Regions from separate parts of the Mus musculus genome. Here region 2 is linked to region 1. A link is a contact called in public HiCAR-type data. All regions are on one chromosome and are shown on one strand. The core of a region is the stretch at or near the end of the contact, and the rest is flanking DNA. Distances in the headings are between cores, read along the strand shown. Region 1 has its middle 34 kb from the start of Esr1. Region 2 overlaps Esr1 (estrogen receptor 1 (alpha)).

What was found. HiCAR-type assays count read pairs that join an accessible place to other places.
Region 2: a HiCAR-type map of fibro-adipogenic progenitors shows a contact between it and region 1, with 2.2 times the contacts expected there. The contact joins two enhancer-like sites. A contact is called at or near these places in 2 of 39 promoter capture datasets (the 3T3-L1 cell line and embryonic stem cells), 1 of 15 datasets of contacts at CTCF or cohesin (pro-B cells), 4 of 484 Hi-C or Micro-C datasets (adipose-derived mesenchymal stem cells, embryonic fibroblasts, muscle stem cells and 1 more) and 2 of 115 datasets of contacts at active chromatin or transcription factors (fibro-adipogenic progenitors and large pre-B cells).

Annotation. Positions count from the first base shown.
Region 1 is chr10:4,672,536-4,680,452 of GRCm38.p6, reverse strand. It overlaps a transcript of Esr1 not described here. Among named protein-coding and RNA genes, the nearest start is that of Esr1, 34 kb to the left of the region's middle. Within about 2 kb of position 3,767, at least 9 of the 459 cell types and tissues checked have an H3K27ac peak or open chromatin away from gene starts, as enhancers often do. A contact at or near this core is called in fibro-adipogenic progenitors, where this site is marked.
Region 2 is chr10:4,772,532-4,780,448 of GRCm38.p6, reverse strand. The region is part of intron 3 of Esr1 (estrogen receptor 1 (alpha)); the gene reads right to left. Among named protein-coding and RNA genes, the nearest start is that of Esr1, 66 kb to the right of the region's middle. Within about 2 kb of position 4,793, at least 51 of the 459 cell types and tissues checked have an H3K27ac peak or open chromatin away from gene starts, as enhancers often do. A contact at or near this core is called in fibro-adipogenic progenitors, where this site is marked.

The DNA of each region.
Region 1 (7,917 bases), core at 2,518-5,017:
ATAGCTCTTGAGCAATACAAAGTATGTCCAGGGATGGAAGGAGGGACAAAGAAAAACAGCTCTGCCTCGAAATAAAGTGCAAAGTGAGAGTCGTTTATCGGCAAAATGCTGCAAAAGTGCATTAACTGAAAATTTTAAGCAAATAAGTTGTACACTATTTCCCAGTGACTTTCCATACTTCCCCAGACAGCTCTGGTGAATTCATACATATCTAGGGAATCTTACTCGCTGAGGGTTTTCCTTACGTTTTTGACTGGTTCTGTTTTCCTCTTCCAGCCCTTTCTCTCTCTCTTTTTTTTTTCTCTCTTCTTCAAACTTTTTTCTTTCCACTCTGAATATTCACATCTTTTTTGTTGTTGTTGTTCCCTTTTGCTTCAAACTAACCATCTCCAGGTGCAATTTGTAATGAAGATAGATCCCTGCCTGTCATCTGTCCAGGACCTATTATGATAGAATATTTAATAAACGCCAGACTCAACTAGAATAATGATAACAAAATTAAACGTGATCATTTATGCAAAATTAGTTATCTCAAAGGTATTTTTGTTTAAGAGTTTGACATAGGAGGCTGAAGAGACAATTCAATAGATAAATCACTTCTCACATAAAGCCGGTGACCTAAGCTTAATCCTCTATCTTCTTTGTCATTTAATATTCTTTTCTCCAGTTTTATATTTAGTGATAGTTATATTAAATTAAGTATTAGTTACAGTTACATATCAATTATGTGCAATAACTGGAGTGTTATTAAAAAACAGTGGAAATTAGCCAGGCAGTGGTGGCACACGCCTTTAATCCGGCACTTGGGAGGCAGAGGCAGGTGAATTTCTGAGTTCGAGGCCAGCCTGGTCTACAAAGTGAGTTCCAGGACAGCCAGGGCTACACAGAGAAACCCTGTCTCTGGAAAAAAAAACAGTGAAAATTATGCCTCACAATTCATGTAACCATATTTATAATTACATACAATAAAATAATATATCATAAAATAATAATATAATAAAATTTTCAAGAGTGCTTTACCCTAATTTAATAAATGTTTATAATAAAATCTCTCCCAACAGAATTGTTTTCCAATTTTAATTTCATTAACATTCTAAGTTCAGCTGTGAGAAATATGGCAAGTGTTCCATGATCATCTTATTTATAAATGAATAATTAAGAGTGCATTCATATCCATTAGACTGCCACGAAAAATCATCTCAGCTCATCACAGAAGCAAAAACTTCTTTGACAGACCTACATGCCACTGCCTGGCTCTAGTCCGCCCAGACAACATAACCTGAGTTCTCCCCAGAAATCTTATTTCCAAGTCCTCTCTAAGAAATATCCTTACATCTCACAGCCATCTCTTATCCCTGTTCAAAGGACTCCAGATCTTGTTTTCTTGGAAGCACACTGACTGACAGGAATGTCGCCATGGGAATGCAGCTCCCACTTGGACATCTTCATGGGGACATTTTATAGCAACCTAAACTTAGCACCACCCTGACTGTAAAGTCTTCAGATGGAGACTCTGATATATCCAGACCATTATTTGGTCCAGGGATGAGAACTTCACTTTAGCTGAATTCATCAGACCAAATGGGACTACTAACATCCCGTGCTTTTTGCAACTTAATCATGTCCTCTTGTGAACGTGAACCAAAACCATGTTTCTAGAGACTGGTGGGGACATCCTATGACAGTGTGGTGGCCCCACCTGGGATACAATAGATACAGGGAACACAGCAGAGTAGAAAGCTGAAAGCAACCCAGAGCTTTGATAACATTAAGTCAACGGATCAATCAGCCAGAGATTCTAGCCTGCTGCACGCCACATCTGGAACATCTGCTTTGTGAGCTGAATTTCTAATTGTCAAAAACAATTCGGCTTTGTTGTGTGTGTGCTGACGTGCACACTAACTGATCTCTCTTCTTGTGAACAGGAGGCTATTGAGGAAGGGGGTGGTACAAGCTTTGGGGAGAGCACTGAGTATACTAACCAGTCTTTAAGATTACCAAGAAGAAGGATTTCCCATTTGCAAATAAACTTAACCTTAAGCTTACTTGTGCTGAAAGAATTCTTCCTGTGAAAGTCATGGGGTGGCAGAGTGAAAGACTGCATTTATTTCCGTTTCTTACTCTGCAAATGTTCCTCCACTGGGCTGGTGCTTAAGAAGGCTGTGTAAATTAAATAGGACCATCGGTTCTCTGAGAACCAAGACTACATCATGAAACTGTAACTTCAAAACATAGGCTCCCTCTGCTATCTTCCATATATAGGCTTGGCAAGATCCAAACGTAATACATAAAGCTGGAGTGCCACTGTTTAAAATGGTGGGGATTGGTATGTGTCGACCACCACAACCTGGCAAAGGCATCATGGAAATAGGAAATAGTGATAATACACACACAAGCGTCTATCTACTACCCACTGTGTGCTGGTGGTATGCACAGTTTTAGACCCAGGAATCTTTGCTCTAGGAATCTCCTAAAAGCAAAATGCAGGCAGAGTCTTTGCAGAGGAAGTGAAGACCTAACCTATGTGTTATTTAAAACAAAACAAAACAAAACAAAACAACGACTTGAATAAGTTCCAGTGATTACATGTACACTGTATGTCATTGCACTGAATTAATGCTGAGGAGATACACTTAAAAGGATATATAAGGTAATCAAAAGTTGAGAAATGTAACTCAGGGTTGACAATATGGCTACTTGGTGAGTTAAGACACCTGCTGCCAGGAATGAGGACCCAAGTCCAAGGCCCCAAAGTTGCCACATGGTGGAATGAGAAAACCGACCCTTGCAAGTTGTCTTCTGATGCGTGCAATGCACACGCAACATCAATAAATTAAAATGTAATATTTTTAAAAGCATAATAAGTGATACACTGTATTGAAAACTATAAAACAACTCCATACAAAGAAATCAGGCAAAATCCACATTAAAGGTCTTCAAGAGATAACTGTGAAGAGGATAGGATTTGGCAAGAGCTTAATTTTTCCTTACTTCTTTTTACAACTAAAATTCTTGTGTTTCTATCTGATAGAATGAAAATAAAGAAAATATCTAGAGCCGGGCATGGTGGTGCACACCTTTAATCCCAGCACTCAGGAGGCAGGGGCTGGCAAATCTCTGAGTTCAAGGCCAGCCTGGTCTACAAAAGTGAGTTCCAGGACAGCCAGGGCTACACAGAGAAAGCCTGTCTCGGAAAAAAACAAAAAAAAAACAAAAAACAAAAAACAAAAAAACAAAACAAAACAAAAAAACAAAAAAAAAGAAAATATCTAATATGGGGGACCTTTGGGATAGCATTGAAAATGTAAATGAGGAAAATACCTAATTTAAAAAAAAAAAAGAAAATATCTAATAAAAAAAAGTCGATTGTCCCACAGGGCTTATCATTTGACTCCTTGTATAAGATCCAGTTGAGGCCTTTGTAAGAAAGTTTTAGTCACTGTATAATCAATAACCGGACTTTTGGGCCTGTACAGTTCAGGGAGTCTCATGAACTTTGGATAAGGAAAAAAACTGTCTTCATTCTTCCTAACTTTTAACTGGAATTTGTCCAGTTAAAAGAATGTGTCCAGGAGCTGTCTCTCCCTTGCTTGTCTTTCAAATCACGCATACTTGATGATCCTTCCTTGAAATATATTTACTTACCACTAATTTGAAATTAACATTATATCCTGGTCTTCTTCTTCAGTTAGGAACACCACTCTGGGAAGACGTTCACAGCCTTCCCATGACAGTCCAAATGGTCCAAGACATAAACTAAGTCCAGATGAGGGGTGTGGTCCCCTGAGTCACCCAGTATAAAGAGTCACTTGGGAAAGCAGGTGGGGAATGTTTGCACTAGAATTTCTATGACAGAAGAATAAACTTGGTCTTAAGCTGAGGTTTATAGAGTCCTTTATTCTGTAGCTGTCCTACCCTGATGAATGGAGAGAAGAAAGTTGTAAAATTGAGCACTGTGTGTATGGGAAGGTGAATATGATTATTAAGAATAAAGAGAAAAGTGAAAGTGCATTTTTGAGCGGTTGCTACATTTTGGAGATGAACACAGGTAAGAAAGCAGAAGGACACATGGCCCTTTCGAATGACGCTCTCTCGGGAGATTATGGAAATCAGACACCGTATTTTCTGTTCTCTGGTGCCTTCATAGACAATGAGTCCTTGTCAGGAGTGGCCACTGAAAGCAGGAACCATCAAAGGACTTCAGCAGAGTTTTCTCTGCCAAATCTGTCATTTACAAGATGACAAGGATGGCTTCGCTCTTAGACCAGTTTCTTCATTTTATAAAGTGCTCTGTGGTTTGTAAAAGTTAATATAAGCAAATATATGGTAACAGTCCTAATAGAGCTCTCGGCATGTGCAAGCTTGGATGGACGGCTCCCCTTTCCTATCTTTTCTCTCTGCTGTAAGCCATTAACAGTCCATCTCGTACACTCAAGCTTAAAAGAATTAAAGAATATATTAAGAAAACATTGATTTTTTTTTCTCCTTGAGTCAAAAGCATAGCACTTTAAACTCATTATATCAGGTACAGTACAATGTTGGCATGAAGCTAAACTAAGAAAAATTATGATTAAAATTCAAATAGAGCATTGAGGTTGTGCTGGGGGAACAGAATGAGGAAAAATTACCGAAAAGGGAGCCTGTAATTTAAAACTGTCAGTCAAAGGGAATCGTGACATCGGCAAACAGTTTGCTGGGTTCCACACAGGACTCTTGTGGTAAGCATGCATGTGTGCCAGTCCTAGGGAAACCCAACTGAATTTCTCCATCTCTTTCCTTGGTGCTTTATTCCTTACGTAATGGTCTCTTAATCTTATCGCCAACGTGATGGGGAAGGGTATTTCTAAATGCAAAGAAGCGAATTTTAAAAATATTATATTAGGTTCACTTAATGTCTGATGTGGAACTCTGAAAAACCCAGTTACAAAATCGAGTGGAAAGTGAAAATATAGGATAATACTGTCTCTGCATGGGAGACTGAAGCTTCCTCCTGTCCATTCTGATCTCCGAGGGAGGGGTTGCCCAGGAAAGATCACGGAAATGCTAAGGGATAGGATGAACGCCTGACCTCTCTTCTACCTCGCTCTACACCCAGCAAGCGGTGAGCACCTCTCCGGGGAGGAGGCAAACGGATTGTTTCCTGAAGCAGTGGGCAGAACAACGAAAGAACTGACAATATTCCGACTTATGCTTCCAAAGAATTTTCTAGAGAATATAATTCTTTCTACGAAAACTGCAGGACTCTAAGGAGAAAGGACTCATACCGTCAAGAAGAAAGTGCTGCCACCTACAGGAAAAAGACCAAACTAGCGTCTGTAGGAAAGGGTGGGAGGTGGGGAGGGCAGGGAGAGGAAGTGGCAAGCCTCCAGAGGAACGAAAACTGCCTTCAAAATCTTAAACCTAGTGGATCCTATGTCCTTGCTATCCCATTTCACATACACCAACCACCTGTGGCCAGCAAGTGCTTAAAATATGGGTTGTCTGGCCAAGTCTGTGTTATTCTTAAGCCTAATAGTTTAGTTGATTAGACCACTTTTCAACCCAATAATAAAGCCAACATAGAATTTTTATTTGTTAAGTAAATCAAAACCATGATCAAGAGACTATGTTGACCTTTGACCTTTTCTGAGCACAGACCATTTTCCTGTGATAAAAATTTAGCTTGGAATTGGTGTTCAATAATTAAAGGATGTCGGCTACCACATTCCGGTTCTGAGGTCAGAGCAGTACTATTGTGAGATCTATCACTATGTCTTGCATTGCTACTCAAGGTACAAAACTGCTTATCAATATAGCAGAATTTGTAAGATTTTATCCAATTTTGTATCTGCTAATTGCCATAGCAAACATTTCAGATGTAAATAACACTTGATAACCAGATATATATCTGACATGTATATATATACATATATATGTGTATATATATATATATATATATATATATATATATATATATATTCAGATATATAGGCATATATATGTTGTGTGTATACATATTACATATGTATGTACATTATATGTACATACATATTTATTCATATATGTGTGTATATACTTATGAAGAGACACCTGCTGTGTTCTTCTTTCCATTAAACACTAATTACAAGGCTTACAATACTCGGGTACCTGGTTTCCTTCTGTGCCAACCCTTGAATAAGTCACTACAAGTTTCTGTACATAACTCTTTAGGTTCTGCTATTAAAGTAAATTTGAGATTTCAAGCTGTTATGCAAGACAATACTTAAAAACTAAGATATGCTTCTAATAATTCCAATATTTTAGTTTACTTTTTCAAATTTCCTAACTTTAAAAATCTCCATTGAAGTCAGACATTTCTAATAAACACTTTGCATTTGACTTGGGAAACGGAATTACTGACAGTACAAAGCAAAAAAGAAGTGATATTCTCAATCATTTTATGATGACTACAAGTTAAAATTGTGATGCTTTAACTGTGCTTTTCGAGTAAAATATATTATAAAGATCAATTTATTAGTATCTCTCTTTTTTTTTACTTTTATAAAATGTAGTCACCAAGACATCCTAAATGACATGTGGCTGACATATTTCTATTGCACAGTGACATTCTAATTGAGTTGAAGTCAGAGAAAGAGATAGGTAAAGTTTGTTTTGCTAACACCGTCACTTCAAGCGACTGTGTCTACAAACAGCCTTTGCTCTCAAAATGAACCTGCCTTTATTTTATTTTTATTTTTATCTTATCTTATCTTATTTTATGGGCAGAGCCTCATTGGATAATACAGTCAAGGTTGAAACTCTTGATCCTCTAGCCTCTGCATGCTAGGTTGATAAGCATATGCCACTATACCCTGGAAGATTAATTGTTTTCTTTTAAGACAGGCTTTCACATAGCCCAGGCTTACTTCAAACTTACTAGGTAGCTGAAGCTAAGCTTGAACTTTTGATCCTCCTAACTCCACCCCCGAATGCTGAGATATCGGGTTTGTGCAATCATTCCCTAGAAAGAAGATTAATTTTTAAAACATGCAGCAAGCAGTTTGAATAGGTTAATATAACACAATTTTTAGAGGAAATAACCTAATTCCATCTTCAGTGATTATCACTGTAACTAATGAATATCTTTAAGTGGTAGGAAATTTAATTTTAATGAATTCAATCACATGATCATTTCTATCAGAATTAATGAACTGCTAACACCTTTTTATAGAAATTCGATTAAAATTTTTCCTGTTCCATTTCTTCCATAAATTTCCAGCATTATTGCTCCAGATTGATACCTTCTATAGATCATAGCTACATCAATCATGAAGGTGATAGATAGATAAATGATAGATATACAGACACATAGATAGATAGAGATGGATGGATGGATAGAGAGAGAGAGAGAGGGAGAGAGAGAGATAGATAGAAGATATACAATGATGATAGATATGATAGATAAATGATATATCAATAGATAAATAGAAGATAGATGATATGCAACAGATGATAGATGATACATAAATGGGTATAATAAATGATAGATATGATAGATAGATGATAGAAGAAAAATAATAGATGATAGATAGATAGATAGATAGATAGATAGATAGATAGATAGATAGATAGATAGATAGACAAATGATAGACTAATATAGACAGATAAATGATAGACAGACAGACAGACAAGTAATAGATATACAGACAATTGATAGATAGACAGACAGACAAATATAGGCAGATAAATGATAGACAGACAGACAGACAGACAGACAGACAAGTGATAGACATACAGTCAGACAAGTGATAGATAAGTAGATAGATAGGTAGATAGATTGATAGATAGATAGATAGATAGATAGATAGATAGATAGATAGATAGATAGATGCCATCTCTCACTGGTTTTTATATTGTAGAACCTACTGTATGTTCTCCTGGGTCCTTTCCTGGTCCTC
Region 2 (7,917 bases), core at 3,544-6,043, 99 kb before region 1:
GCCCACGTGTGTGTATGTGTGTATATATATGTGTGTGCAAAAGACAGAGGTAGATGTGGAGTGTCTTCTTTCATTACTCTTTTACTCCATTACTCACACTTTTTTATTTTAAAATTTTATTTGTAAAAGGTTTCATGTGTATAAGATGTTCCTTGATCGAAGAACCCCCACCCCAGAATGCACATTATCCTTTCCCATCCTCCCCCTCCCATCAAATGCCCTCTTCTTTCCAGATCTTCCTATTTTATATCCTTTCATTGTGCATTTAACTGAGGCCTCCTGCAAGCATGTGGCTGAGAGTGGCTTACTTCACCCGGAGCCATGTTCCTGGGAGGAGCGTGACTCAAGGCTACTGCTCAGTTTTCCAGTGCACCACCTGAGGAACTGGATCCTCTGCAAGTCCACCTGGAAAACCAAGCTTACTTTGTATCCTGTCATCACACCTCCATGCTGGCTTTTGCTTGTCTGAATCCACAGATGGGCTTAGGCTTGGCAGCCAATGAGCCACACCTGGATCATCATCCAGCCATATCTGCCACATTGTAGGGCACAGAGCAGAGCTCAGTGAGTATTCACATAGAGGAATCAAGCAAAGACACTAAAGCTCTGGTTAGTCCTCCACTAACCTGTCTGTGCAGCCCAGGTGTCAGGACGGGACAGGTTGGGCCTTTTAAGGGAAATAGTCACTGTGTTGGTCACTTGTTACTGTACTAAAATGCCATAATCAGAAGCAACTTATAGAAGAAAGAGTTTATTTGGACTTACAATTACAGCGTGGGGTGAGGAGGAGGGAGCGAAAGGATAAGAGAAGGGGAAAAGGAATGGGGGATGGAGAAGAGGAAAGGGAGAAAGGGGGAGATGGAGAAGAGAAAGGAGAAGGGGAGGAGGGGGAGAGAAAGGAAGAGAAGGTGAGGAAGAGGGAGGGGAAGAGGGAGGAAGGAGAAAAGAGAAGGAGAGGGGGAGGAAGAGAGGGAGGAGAAAGGGAAGGAGAGGAGGGGGAGAGAAAGGAAGAGAAGGTGAGGAAGAGGGAGGGGAAGAGGGAGGAAGGAGAAAAGAGAAGGAGAGGGGGAGGAAGAGAGGGAGGAGAAAGGGAAGGAGAGAGGAAGGGAGGGGCAGGAAGGATAGGAGAAAGGGGGAGGGGAAGGAAGGAGGGAGAGAAAGGAAGACAGAGGAGGGGGGAGGGAAGAAGGAGAAGAGGGAGGAAGGAGACCCTTTCACAAAGCTCATTTGATCATTCGCTCCATGAAAACCAGCTTCTTCCATTCTGAGCATGATGTTCCAAGTGCTATATAACGCATGGATTGCTTGATTCAATCCCCTGTCGACTTTATGAAAAGGGAATTATATTAATCCACATTTTACTGTTGTAGGATTGTGTAAAGGTTTTCAAGTGGCTCAGAGCCACCCAGCAAAACAGATGGATTTTGAATCAAGGTCTCCCTCCCATTAGAGATTGAACTGACCCATCCCTGCAACCTTCATACACTGAAGGCTCAACTTGTCCAACAAGCTCTTTGTCCAAGAACAGCATCTGTTTCCCTGCTGGCAATTATGGTAGGGTTCTCAGCTTCTGACCAATGAGGGTTCTGAGATCAAGGATGCTTGTGCATTAGAAAGAATAACAGGGAACTAACATAGCCAAGCTGATGTCACTCACTGCCTGTACTTTGAAAATATGCAAGATGTATCAAAACAAACTTATATTGGACATTGGGATAAAAAAATGACATTATTTGGATGAGAGCCACAGGCCAAGTATCTGAATATGATTTACATAGAATCATGGGTACTACCCTGCCTTACATCCTGAAGAAAGTGGGGCAATTCCTGAGTGTACTCCAGCCCATTGAGTGGAGTTTCATTCTAGGAGTTTCACACACATCAATCACTAGTACCAAAGGAAGAAAATGCTATGAGAGAGGCCAGGCAAAACTGAGAACCAGGCTCAAACAGCGCTGCTGGGACCACCAACAAGAGAAAAGGAAGACTGTCAAGGAATGTAACGAGGTGGGAAGATTTCAACAGATTTTTAAGTGAATGTAGGAGTGTGGGAATGACTGACATAAAAAAATGAAGGATTAGAAGAAGTATTCATAATTATGCCCTAGAAGAATTCATATCAAAATAGCTATTAATCATCTTTAAGTAGTAAAGCACAAGAAGCTAAAAAGATGTGAAGGTTTAAACCGATTAGCACATATCTGGGATTAAAGAGGAGGAGGTAAGAAGGAGGAAGTGAAAGGCTCCTGCTTTGCTCCAGGACGCCCTAAAGATTGCCTTCCTGTTAATCAGGAGGAGGATCTGGTTCATGAGGGAGGGCAGGAAGAGGGGGTGTAGAACAGTTCTAAACATGTCGGGAGGGTTCAGTAAGACATCAACCAGCTGTCAAGCAGATAGTTGTCAATGAAATAATATGAAATAAAATCAAGACATGGAATTGGAGGCAAAATACTCAGTAATTCTCCTTTCAGGTGCACACTCAGTGAGTGAAAGACTTGGAGGCTGAGGGATTGCCAAGATCGGATTAGCCTGTGGGCACGTCTGGGGGTGGGGGATTGTTAATTGATATGAGAGCCCAGCCCACTGTGGGCAGCACCATTCCCTGGGCTAAAATGTCCTGAGAAAGCTAGCTAAGCATAAGCCTTTCAGCAAGTCAGCAAGCAGCATTCCTCCCTGGTTTCTGCTTCGAATTACTGCTTGAGTCCCTGCCCTGCCATCTCTTACTGATGCAACCCATTAGATAAAATAAATCCTTTACTGCCCTTAGTTGCTTTTGTTCAGTGTTTTATCACAGCAACTGAGATAAATCTAAAACAATGCCCTAGGCTCTATCATACTTATACATACACATACACACACATATACATATGATTGAAAGCAGGAATACAAACAGATATGTGTATGTGTATGTCCACAGACAAGGCAATGTTACTCATAACAGACAAAAGTCAGAGAAAACTCAGGGTCTACTGACTTAAATAAATACACATAAGGTGGTATATAAATGTAATAGAATTAACATTATGCTTTTAAAAACATTGAAATTCTAATGTATACTATGGCATGGTTGGATCTGGAAAACATAATGCTGAGTGAGAGAAGTCAGACACAAACGATAAAAGTGACCCTGTGTACATGAAGTACCTAAAGTAGTCACACTCACAGAGACACACCATGGTGAAAGAATCCTCAGAGAAGTGAGGGAGTTATTGGTTAAAAGGCACAGTTTCAATCTTCTCATACAATTTTTGCTCATACAACATAAATGAACCTAAATCCTAAATGAACCTAAATCCTAAATGAACCTAAATCCACTTTCAATGGCTGAACTAGTACATTTTTGTTGTGTATGGTTTTTGTAAAACAAACTTGGAGCTGTCCTAAGTATCGATGTGAGAAAGCAGAAAGATGAATCAAGGTTGGATTGATTGATCCTATTCTGATTCAGTTCTATGTGACAATCTCTGTGGCCAAGGACTGACTAACTAGCAGCATACGCCATGGGCTTCTCATAAACTAGCAATGTGCTTGGTGGGTTCAGCTCTGTGTCTCATCTCAATATCACAAACAATGAGCTGGGTTGCTCCAATTACAGAGTCATAACTTGAGACGCCAGGGATCTGACTAACTTGTTCAAGGTCTCTTGGCTGATAGATGGTAGAACCATCATTAAAATGCAGATCTGTCTCATTCGTGGGTCTTTGGGTTTTTCTTTAATTTTTTTTTCTTTTTAGAATACTGCCATGATTGGCTAAGAAGAAAGAACTCAATATTAACTCAGAACACTTAAGCATTAAATTATGCTTATAATAATAATGTAACAGCTAAATAAATCACTTTATCTTTGAAAAGCATTTCAGAATCAGCAATGTAATCATCTCCAGACCAATTCTGAACTCTGTCGTTGCCACCAAACAGGAAAGATAAACCACACGAAAGATTACATTTATCTGTGCGTCAGGACATGTATTTTTTTATTCTAGAAAAACCTCTTCAACATATTCTGTCACAAGTTCCAGATGGAAAGAAAAACTAGAAAGCAAATTTTTGAGGAAATTAAACAAAAACTTTAAGCCCTTTGAAAGAATAACTGTAGCCGTGTGTTTGTAAATAAATTTCCACTCAGATATTAAAATGAATACTTTCTGATTCACAGCCAGTGCAATGAGCCAAACCAAATGAAATAAAATTTGGCTGCCTCAGTGCACACATTCCTAAAAGTCCAGTGAGGACATTCAGTGGGCCCTGATTTGAACTATTTCACAACCACATCTGTACGTAGCAGCATGCACAAAAAGAAAAAAGAGAGAGAGAGAGAGAGAGAGAAAGAAAAAGAAAAAGAAATCCAGGATGCTTAATCATGCATCCCAAATTCTATTTTCACACGAGTTCTTTTTAATTAATTTTACCAGAAGCAACACCCACCTATAAATTGCATTTTGCTTTTATTTTTTAAATGAACCAGAAAGTATTACTAATATCCAATTATATTCCCCAAAGATGTTTTGAAAGAAGGAATTCTAGGAAAGACAACAGCCCTGGAAAGTCTCCTTTTCTTCATAAAAAGTGAAGTCAGAAGAAATTCTCTCTGTCCTTATAAGACCCCAATTGACTGAACATGTTGACGTGATACCTTTGGGTCCAGTCTCTGTAGCCCATCTGCAAAGCCACAGTTGTTTCAAGCACCTGGCACAGAATCAAGCCAACAGCTGCGACAAAGCATGATGGGATCAGTGACCACCACCTCACCACAGTACCCTGGAGACAATGAGTCGCTTTCAACAATGCATCTCCTAGCTCTACACACAAGGAAATGCTAGTGTGCAGTCCAGAATAGGACCTTCTGAAATGGCTCCTCCTGCTCCTATAATATCCAGCACAGGGTTTTGAACACCCTGAGAACATGGTGCCTTGCCCCAAGACCAGATTTTAGAAGGTCTGAAGGACTGGGTAGGGGGATGAACAAAGAAAAAGATGAGTGTTAGATAAGATTGAAACAAAGGAGGAGATGGTGTAACCATCGGGGTGACTAATTCAAAGGCAGGCAGCATTCCCCAAATGTCCTGGCCTTCCTTCTTTGTACTTTTTGCTTCCAGAAAGTTCTCCAAGCTTTCTTACCACATCAACTCCTTTAAAGATAAAACCCTGATGGCCAGAACTGGTAGAAAGAATTTCAAAGTATTCTCTTCCTGAGAGAGAAGGAAGAGAAAATGTTCTTGCAATCTAAGAGACAGGATAAAACCCAGAGACCCTGAGCAGGTTCTGCCACGTGGTCTGGTTCCACACAGTCAAAGATAAGCTTGTGCTCCAGCTCAGGGTCATTTTAATGCTTTAGGGAGAGAGGAAAAGATTGTTGGCTGAGATCAGATTAGTGCAGAGTATGGAGATATGGAGGTCCTTCAAACTGCTGGGACCCTTTAAAAAAAATGGATTCCTGATTTACTAAGTGCTAACTAAGAATTTCACCGATCTTTGAGAGTCTCGCCGAAATTCTATTGTAGGCACAACTCTGCATAGACATTCCAATGAAAAGGAAGGACAGGAAAGTCGGGCATTTAAGATTCCACAAATAGGGACTTCTTTAGCACATCTGTAGCAATGGTGCAGGCATTACTGATTTTCTTCACTTGACTGCGACCTCTTCAAAAATAAGGAGACCGGCTAATCTACTTTTTCAACCTCAACAATTGTGTCTGACTATTGGAGTAAATCAATTTGTCCATTTTTCTTTCTTTAACACTTAGCACAATAGCCTCAAGATTACCCCATGCTCTTGTGGATGGAAAAAAACCCCTCCTTTTTAATAAATAATACTTCAATTCTACAAGTAATTTCAAGAGAGTAAAGAAGAAAAAGAAATAACAGGTGTGGTCAACACGTGCAAAGTTTTTGTTCATCTTGTGGCCACTGGAGAGTTAAAGGATGCATAAAGAAACATGGGTTGATTGGCCTGTGAATTTCAGCCAGGGTGGTGTGCAGAGTCCTCAAGCCTAGAGACAATTTCTGTGAGGTATGTCGTGGTGGCCCAGAAGCCTGGTAAAGAGTAAACGTGATGGTCACCCAGGAAACACAGGCTTGTCGTTGGAACATACCCTCCTGGGCATCCAGACCACCCAAGAAGACTTTTTGAGACTGACAAAAAGTTCATTCTTCATCAAACACCATGTTGTGCTGCTTAACCTTTGCCCTCTATATTTGTTTGATGCGCTTTTTTAACTGATCAGCAAAGAGGCAGTGAACATTTCTCTTTCGGAACAATGCTAGGCCAGCATCAGTAGCTTCCATTTCTTTTCCGGTTCTTTGTCCTCATCCCTCTGCTCTGCCCCCCATGGGCTAAGCAATGAACTTCACCATCAGAACCTTATTAAGCAAGAAGAAGCCACCCACAGAATAGGAGAAAGTGTGGGCTCTTCAGATACTGAAATGCAGGTGGAGCATCTAAGCTGCCCAGGTCCAGTGGGTCACAAAGCCCTCCACTGGGGACAGTATTCACTTACTGCCCTTCCAAGCCTGCCAGTTTGCCCGGTGCTTTAAGATGACCCAGTGCCCATCTTTTGGTTTGTTTGTTTTTTTTTAATCTCCTCACTGTAGAACATAAAGAATCCTTCACTTTTGCCCTACACTGGGCAAGAAGGCACAATGGAGCATCCTAGACTCAGCTCATTACCTGGTAACAGCTTCATTTCCCCTGAGCAATCAGAATAGTTACAAACAACTATGTCCACTTCTGCTGCTCATTAGCCTATGGGCACAAAGAGTCAGCTAAAGCCTAGTGGTCCTCTTCACTTGTAACATCCCTTTTAGAAATATCCTATCCCTGTGGGAAGCAATAAATCCCTATGCTAAACATCAGGTTCTGTAGTCAAACTAATTGGTTTCTATATTGACTTTCTTTCTCCTATACCTTAGTTTCCTCATCTGTAAAATAAGGATAAATCAGAGTGCTGATTTACCATAAATTTGGGGAGAGTTAAATGAGATGATGAATAACATACAGCCTTGGGCAGGACAAGTACCCATTGAATGCTCACAAACATTATGATTATTAGGCACTAAATCTCCAGACCACCACTGCTCAACTTTTTTAGAACAGTATTTGGAAGAAAACACCCTCAAAGAAGTCTATTATAACCTATCATTTCTTAGTAATAAAACAGTGGTTTTGCCCTTAAGTAATTGTCTTTGGATCATATATCTTGTAAGGTTGTATTTTGTATAAATGGCACTGAAACTCTTTATCCTGGCAAAGACAAAAAACAAAAATCAAAAAAACAAACAAACAAAACAAACAAACAAAAAACCTACCACAATCAGCCAATCAGATAATGCTACTTTCAGAGCTGGAAATTCTACTAGTGCCTAACAAAACCAGCCAGTCTCAAAATATTCAAAATCTGTATCCAAATACCTTTTAAATAGCCAAGAATTATGGCATACTTGTATAAACTGTCTGAGACATACAGTTGACTCCCTCAAAACAACCTAACACGAACTAATAGTTTGCATCTGGCCTTAGAATGAAAATAATTGTTTGAAACCAGAAATGATAAAACTGCCAGGAAAAGAAAAAAAAAACAAAAAACAAAACAAACAAACAAAAAACAAAAAAAAACATAGGCAATAGCATTCAAAATACAGGTGTGGGAAAAGGCCTAGGAAGTGAGACTAACAACAAAGGGGACCTCATAAAATGAAGTCTTTGGCACAGCTAAAATTGAATAAAGAGGAGGCTCACAAGGCAAGACAGAGGATTTGCCATCTAGATTTCTAACAGAGGATTACTGTCCAGAATATATAAAGAACTAACAAAAAAAATCCAGACAATAAATTGCACACTTAATAATGAGTATGGACCTAAACAGATAATTCTCACTAAAAAAATAAGTAAAAATGGCTATAAAGTACCCCCAAAATACT